Regions from separate parts of the Anas platyrhynchos genome. Here region 1 is linked to region 2. The links are chromatin contacts, called in public Hi-C maps. All regions are on one chromosome and are shown on one strand. Each heading gives the region's core, a stretch centred on a gene start, on an enhancer-like site or on the middle of the called end of the contact. The rest is flanking DNA. Distances are from core to core; before and after follow the strand shown. Region 1 overlaps LOC110352036 (a long non-coding RNA gene). Region 2 holds the start of METTL14 (methyltransferase 14, N6-adenosine-methyltransferase non-catalytic subunit).

What was found. A called contact is a pair of places that touch in the nucleus more often than the background predicts.
Region 1: a contact with region 2 is called in a Hi-C map of liver, with 2.1 times the contacts expected there. The contact joins the enhancer-like site here to the promoter of METTL14 in region 2. A contact is called at or near these places in 3 of 8 Hi-C or Micro-C datasets (F1 follicle, liver and small yellow follicle).

The regions. Positions count from the first base shown.
Region 1 is chr4:4,277,863-4,281,309 of IASCAAS_PekinDuck_T2T, reverse strand. LOC110352036 (a long non-coding RNA gene) reads left to right here. Exons shown (of 2, transcript XR_011808761.1): 2 at 1-875. Among named protein-coding and RNA genes, the nearest start is that of PRSS12, 41 kb to the right of the region's middle. Within about 2 kb of position 2,004, at least 1 of the 8 cell types and tissues checked has an H3K27ac peak or open chromatin away from gene starts, as enhancers often do.
Region 2 is chr4:4,221,962-4,225,421 of IASCAAS_PekinDuck_T2T, reverse strand. It overlaps METTL14 (methyltransferase 14, N6-adenosine-methyltransferase non-catalytic subunit), which reads left to right and starts at 1,420. Exons shown (of 12, transcript XM_038178989.2): 1 at 1,420-1,563; 2 at 2,091-2,308; 3 at 2,498-2,586. The coding sequence starts at 2,243.

The DNA.
Region 1 (3,447 bases), core at 755-3,254, 55 kb before region 2:
CATGTGTGGGCAGGAGGAAAATGGTAGTACAGCACGTGCTAACCACGAGATAGCAGGGTTCTCCCCGCCTGGTAAGAGCGGTCTTGACCAATCGTATATACACAGGGTTACTGTGTGTGCTTTCTGATCTTATCAAGAATATGCATGGCGATGAACTGGCTATATGCCATTTACCCTGGAAACCAGATGGGAAAAAAGCACAAGGGAACACTATAAAAGACAGTACTTTTGCAAGACATTAGGGACCCTCCACACCAGATCACTGAAGACAGCAGATCAATGGGATGCTATGGTGGTGACCATCACTTGCAATCTGTAAGATCCCTTTGCTTTTATTTCCATACTTTTTCTATTAATTTTTTCTTAACTACCACTTCTCTTTTGATCCACATATAAAAGTAATCTGGTAGACAACATTTGACCTTGTTTGTGTCTTAATCTCACTGTGGGTGAATCACAAACTACTCCACGAGCAATCGGAACAGGACAGCTTCGTCCACAAATTACATTAACCTTATCCCAACTATGTTTTTTTTCTGTGCTGCCTTCCAAAATTTGTCTGCTCCTGCCTTAGGGCCATCTCTAAATTTTAAGCTATTACAATCTCTCAGTTGTTCAGTGGCTATGCTGTCACATGGCTGACCGTACTGCAGTATTTTTAAATCTGATGATGTGCACCTTTTGATGGCTGCTTTTCTGCTGCTAAATAAACTGCCTTAGAAAGGTCTCAAGGAGTATACGTGTAGTCCAAAAGACAAAGGTAAGTTTGGGAAGTCTAGAAAATGCATGTGAACATCCACAGTCTTAATTTCAATATATGCGATTGTGATGCATTCAAATGTATTAATGAGTCAATAAAAAGACATTGAGATTCACTGAAAGTGTCGCTTCTTCCTTATAAGTGTACTGATAACAAAGACTAGACTTGCCTACGAACTTGGGAATCACTGATGCATGGCTAAACGTGCTTGTTGTGTGGATACACATCTTGGTAGCTGGGCCTTGTATTTGCAGCTCTGTGTGGTTTCAGGCCAAAGTAGTGACTGACTGATTCTGTCTGGGAAACATTCCACAGGCCACATGGTCTTAATCAGACATTACTGCTGCAGGGGAGGACAAGTATTTTGAACATAACCAATAGCTCAGTTCTAGTTGTTGAGGGATGTTTTACCTAATGTGGTTTAAAGAATGGGACAAGATCAAGCTTTCACTTCCGAAATGTGTAAGCAAACTTAGTTGTAGATAATTGCAGTTCTCTGCCAGTTAGAACTTCCTGTGGAATATCTTTGTTAGTAAGGAAATCCTTTGCAAATCATTCCAAACTGAAAAATTGAAGTGGATGGCTCTGAAAGAATGGAAACGATGGGGGGGGAGGGAGGACATCAAGCTAGAACTGAGATCAGGTAGGCACTGCAGTAAATCTAGTGTAGTTGATGACTGAGGGAGTAATAAAATCCTATTTGAAGTGGATGTGAGGGGAGTTGCAGATTTAAATTACAACGTGGATTAGATCTCAGGAAATGACTTAGTGAAGTTTTGGAATAGGAAAGTCTGGTAGGAAGACCAGGGAGCTGTCATCATAGGAAATTTTTTTTAGTACTGCCATTGATGACAAAATAAAGCTGAATGTATATTCTGTGTGGAGCTATAAGTGTTACTACACCTGTTTAATTGGTGGTGTGTGGTTACTTCTCTTTCAAGCAGCTCTGCATACAACCCTATCATATAATATTTCCTATGTAGGATTACAAATCTGTGACTGCCAAATCTGGTAGCTGATAATCACGAGCATGTACTGTGAATTTCCTCTTATCTGAAAGTGGACTTCTGCATTAACGTGTGCTTTCCTAAAAGAAGCTAGCCAAGCTGTTCTAAAAGGGCAGTTACTTGGTTATCTTGAACAAGAAAATGCTAGGTTGCTGGTGGCCAAGAGAGGGCTGCAGCTATGTCCAGAACGAGGTGAGGGCAGCAAGGTGCTACAACCCCAGGTGCAGTTGGGATGGCTGGTCTGTCAGGGACCCATCATGTGAAATGGTTTGCTCAGGTTTTGAGGTCTGTTTTCTGTGACTGGCTTTGATTCCATGGAAAAAGCCAGATGTAGGCAAACAAAATAGGAAGAAGCAGGAGTAGGGTTGGAGATCAGTTACTCCAGGGATGTGAAAGGCATTAAACAGTATTAATAAAGAGTACAAAATGTAAGAAAATAGCATGAAGGTCTGTAGAGAAGCATTTTCTTTCAAGTTTGCTGAAGTGCTAAGTTTAGGCCTTCTGGTGGCAGCCTTTAGCTATGGCATGCTCGTGGCTGTCTGTGTGTTATCCAAAAAAGCCTTTCGTATCTCCTCTTACCAGGCAATAGCTGCCTTTTTTTGATCAATGTTTCATCAGTTTCAGTGTATAATAAGTTGTTTTTTAATTAGTTGCCCTTTGAAAACCGATCTCTCTGGCTCCTGTAACTGAGGATCCTTTTGCATTAGTGCTTGTAAGTCACAGGAGGGCCATGCAGCTCTCCTGTCAGTTCCCTGTGGGAGCCAAATCACGAGTCACTGGGATTTCCACCTGAGTCTCATCATTGGGGGAAGTAGCTTTAAGATTCTTGGGAACAGGTTGTGGCAGGCAGGACACAGGCTGAAGTAACAAGCCTGATGGCTTCACCCGGCCTCCAGGTCAGATATGTGAACATCTAGTTTGGAGCTCCTTTGCTGTATATTTAGGATTTACACAGTGGGTTTCAATCAAGGGAGGATTTTTATTTTTTTTTTCAGGGTTATGGTCAAATAGAAGAGTTTGAACTCTGATGTTTATTGCAAGTATCTCTTGTGAGAGCTCTTAGAGAGATTATGTAGCCTTTCCAGTGGTAGAAACTTTCTACAAGCATGCAGTCCCCTGCACAGACGGTAGTTAAAATCTGTTTTCTTCGTTACTGAAGTAATGACAGAGGTATTCTTACATGAAGCAGCTTTTTCGTTTCTCTGTGGTTTAGGATGGCTTGTTTTTCAGGATTTCTCCTAAAATTTAATTCCCAAACAACTGTTTTTCTATTTTTCCCATCCATTCATCTTGCATTTTAGCTCTTACCTTCATAGATGCTACTTACTTTTCTGCACCCTGCTCCATCTGCAGTTACATCCAGCAGTTCACACCTCTCCACCTTGTACCCAACCCGGTCTTTTTCCTTTGCAAAGGTAAATACAAGCTTCTTTTTGAATTTGTTCATCCTTGCTTTGTTATATTTGCAGGAAATTGTGATCAGCTTCTGTTTTCTATGGAAAATAAATGGAATAGGACTTGCTGCATGTGAGAAGGTACATAGTTTGGATGGGGTAGGTCTGAAGTCTTAATACCTTAGCTAACTGCATGTGCTGTTACTCAGCACAAAAAAAATCCAACTTTTTTGTTACCACTAGCTTACTGATTTCATGCAGAGTTTCTTGTTCTCCTATCTGCTGC
Region 2 (3,460 bases), core at 171-2,670:
TAAGATAATCAGGAATAACCAGTTAAACAAAAAGAGGATGAGAAAACAGTTGGTTTCTTAAATCTGAAGGAGCAAATCTGGGTAATGGATCAGAGCTGAATGAACTTTAACAAAATCATTTGTTGCAAAAATGAGGAAACCTGCACTGATATTCCTGAACAGGTCTGGAGCCTACAGTGCATACTACACCAGGTCTGTATTTCCTACAGCATTGCAGCTGAATGCCTCATTTTGTAAATAGCCATTTGAGAAAGAGTTGACTCGATCAGATGAGACTGCAGGAGGGAAAGAGATCAGAAGTCTCTGTCCACAAAACAGTAGAGTGACAAGAAATACAGCAGCAGTCTTCCCAGACAGCATAGACTGTTGGAGAAGAGAAACAAATTCTGAATGCTCGTGGTGAGCAGAATGAAGTATATTTCTCTTGTAGTCTGTATAAAAAGTAGCAGTTATAAATTCCAGCAACAAATATTCAGACTGCAGAGGAGGCAAAAAAAAATCTAACTGTTAAGTACCATGAAGTCTGGCATGGATTGCCCAGGTATGTTGATGCATCTCTAGCACTGCATGTTTGTGGGTTTGACACAATGTTAGGGATGGCATCAGGATGAGGATAAGTTAGACAATTTGATTAGTTCTTTTTGACGATTCCATGGTAAGGTTCAAGGCCATAGAAAATCATGATGTAGTGAAAACACACCAGTATCAGTAATCAAGCTCATACCTGTAGATTGGAGTATGGCATGGTATATGCATGTGTGTAGCTCTTCTTCACTTCAGATGAGCAAAATTTGGCCTGATCATTATTTTAAAAGGACAAAAAAAAACAAAACAAAAAAAAAAGACCACAGATTGCAGACTAAGCTCAGAGGCCCAAAAGTGTGGTGTGCACAGAAAATAAAGGCAAGGAACGTCCTGCAAAAATATAGGCTTTTAATTTGGAAGCAGTGTATGTATATAGCACAACATTTTCTATAACCATTAGTGTTTGTAAAGATTAGCTTGTCTTAGCAACCAGTTCTAAAAATGGAATGCAAGCTCACACTACCTTCATCATATCACATCCAGGAGGAAGTGATTTTGTTACTGTGCAGGCACTTCCACTGTATTCATTACAGCCAACTGTATCAAATAAGCGTGCAATAGTATGGGATGGCATTTCCTTTTCCATACCATTTCCATAGATAGGAGAGTGTAGCTAGTAATGTATTCTCTAAGGAGATAATAAATCACCTCTTGGGATTTTTTTAACAGTTAAAATCTCCATCATTTTCCTATGATACGCAATCACTGGGAAACGTGGATGTTAGAAGTGTTGCTTCTGCATTAGTCTGCAGGGTTCTAATTTCCTTTTCCTCATGTATCTGTCTCTGTTTCACGTGCGATCTGCATAATGTCATTGGTGTGGATACTATCCAGGAAGGAGAGTGACCGGCTTGTATCGTGGAACTGGGATGGCTCCTGGCACCAAGGTACCTGGAGAGGAACACCACGCGCTGTGTAACAGAGCTGAGGGTCACTGTGCAGCCGTGGTGCCCACATCTTTTGGTCCAACAATTCCAGGTAAAAATGGTCCATCATTATGAGAGAGCCATCATCGAGGCCCTGGGGCGTGTCCAGAGCAGGGCTCTGAAGCTGGTGAGGGGCCTGGAGCACAAGGCCTGTGAGGAGCAGCTGAGGGAGCTGGGGGTGTTGGGGCTGGAGGAGAGGAGGCTCAGGGGAGACCTCATTGCTCTCTGCAACTGCCTGAAAGGAAGGTGTGGGGAGCTGGGGGCGGCCTCTGCTCACAGGGAGCTGTGCCAGGAGCAGAGGGAACGGCCTCGAGCTGTGCCAGGGGAGGGCCAGGCTGGCAACGAGGAACCATTTCTGCCCAGAAGGAGCAGGCAGGCCTTGGGGCGGATTGCCCAGGGAGGTGGGGGAGTCACCGCCCCTGGGGGTGTTCACGGAGAGGCTGGACGCGGTGCTTGGGGACACGGTGCTTGGGGACACGGTGCTTGGGGACACGGTGCTTGGGGACACGGTGCTGGGGGCGGCGCTGGTGGCAGGAGGCGGCTTCTCCCGCCCGCCTCGCCCTGACTCTCAGCTTCCAGGCCCCGCTGCCCTCAACCGACATGGCCGCGGCCGCTCCTCCGCCACGGCGCTGCCCCATTGGCAGAGGGGGTGGAAGTGACGCGCGGTGGGGATCCCGGCGGCACGGCGCGGCGCGGCGCGGCGCGGCGCGGCACAGGGCGGCCCGGCGGGGATGAACAGCCGCCTGCAGGAGATCCGCGAGCGGCAGAAGCTGCGCCGGCAGCTCCTGGCCCAGCAGGTACCGACGGGCACTGCCCGCCCCGCCCCTTCCCTGCCCCGCACTCCCCCCACGCGCAGCGCCAGGTGCGGCCGTGCCGTTAACGGTCGGCGGCGGCCGTTGGCGCTGGGAGCGGGGCGCGGGGCGGCGGGGACCGGCAGGGCCTCGGGGCGGTGACCCGGGAGTCAGCTTGTGCCACCTCTCCTCCAGCTGGGAGCCGAAAGCGCGGACAGCATCGGCGCCGTGCTGAACAGTAAGGATGACCAGCGGGAGATCGCCGAGACCAGGGAGACGTGCCGGTCAGTACGGGCCTGCCCCCGCCGGCAGCAGGCAGCCCGCGGTGCTTTGTAACGCTGGCAAACGGCTGGGGGGGGTCGCTCTGCGGGCAGCAAAGTGGGAGCATGCCGCTCACGGATAAACGTGGAAGTCGGGGTGAAAGGCAGCGCGTTAATGTTTCCTGGGGTGCATCAAGCACGGCATCGCTAGTAGGTCGAGGGAGGTGATTGTCCCGCTCTACTCTGCGCTGGTGCGGCCTCACCTCGAGTACTGTGTGCAGTTCTGGGCACCACAGTATAAAAAGGACATGAAACTGTTGGAGAGTGTCCAGAGGAGGGCTACGAAGATGGTGAAGGGCCTGGAGGGGAAGACGTACGAGGAACGGCTGAGGGCACTGGGCCTGTTCAGCCTGGAGAAGAGGAGGCTGAGGGGAGACCTCATCGCAGTCTACAACTTCCTCGTAAGGGGGTGTTGAGAGGCAGGAGACCTTTTCTCCATTAACACCAGTGACAGGACCCGCGGGAACGGGGTTAAGCTGAGGCAGGGGAAGTTTAGGCTTGACATCAGGAGGGGGTTCTTCACGGCGAGGGTGGTTGCACACTGGAACAGGCTCCCCAGGGAAGTGGTCACTGCACCGAGCCTGTCTGAATTTAAGAAGAGATTGGACTGTGCGCTTAGTCACATGGTCTGAACTTTTGGGTAGACCTGTGCGGTGTCAAGAGTTGGACTTGATGATCCTTAAGGGTCCCTTCCAACTCAGGATATTCTATGATTCTATGATTCTAATCACTCGCATCCAAACTCTTAATGAGATGTGTGTTTGTTTAGTCAAAACCTCTAACAGCAGTTCACAAATCAAGGCTCTTGTGTTAGAAAGTTACTGTGAAGCTGAACTGA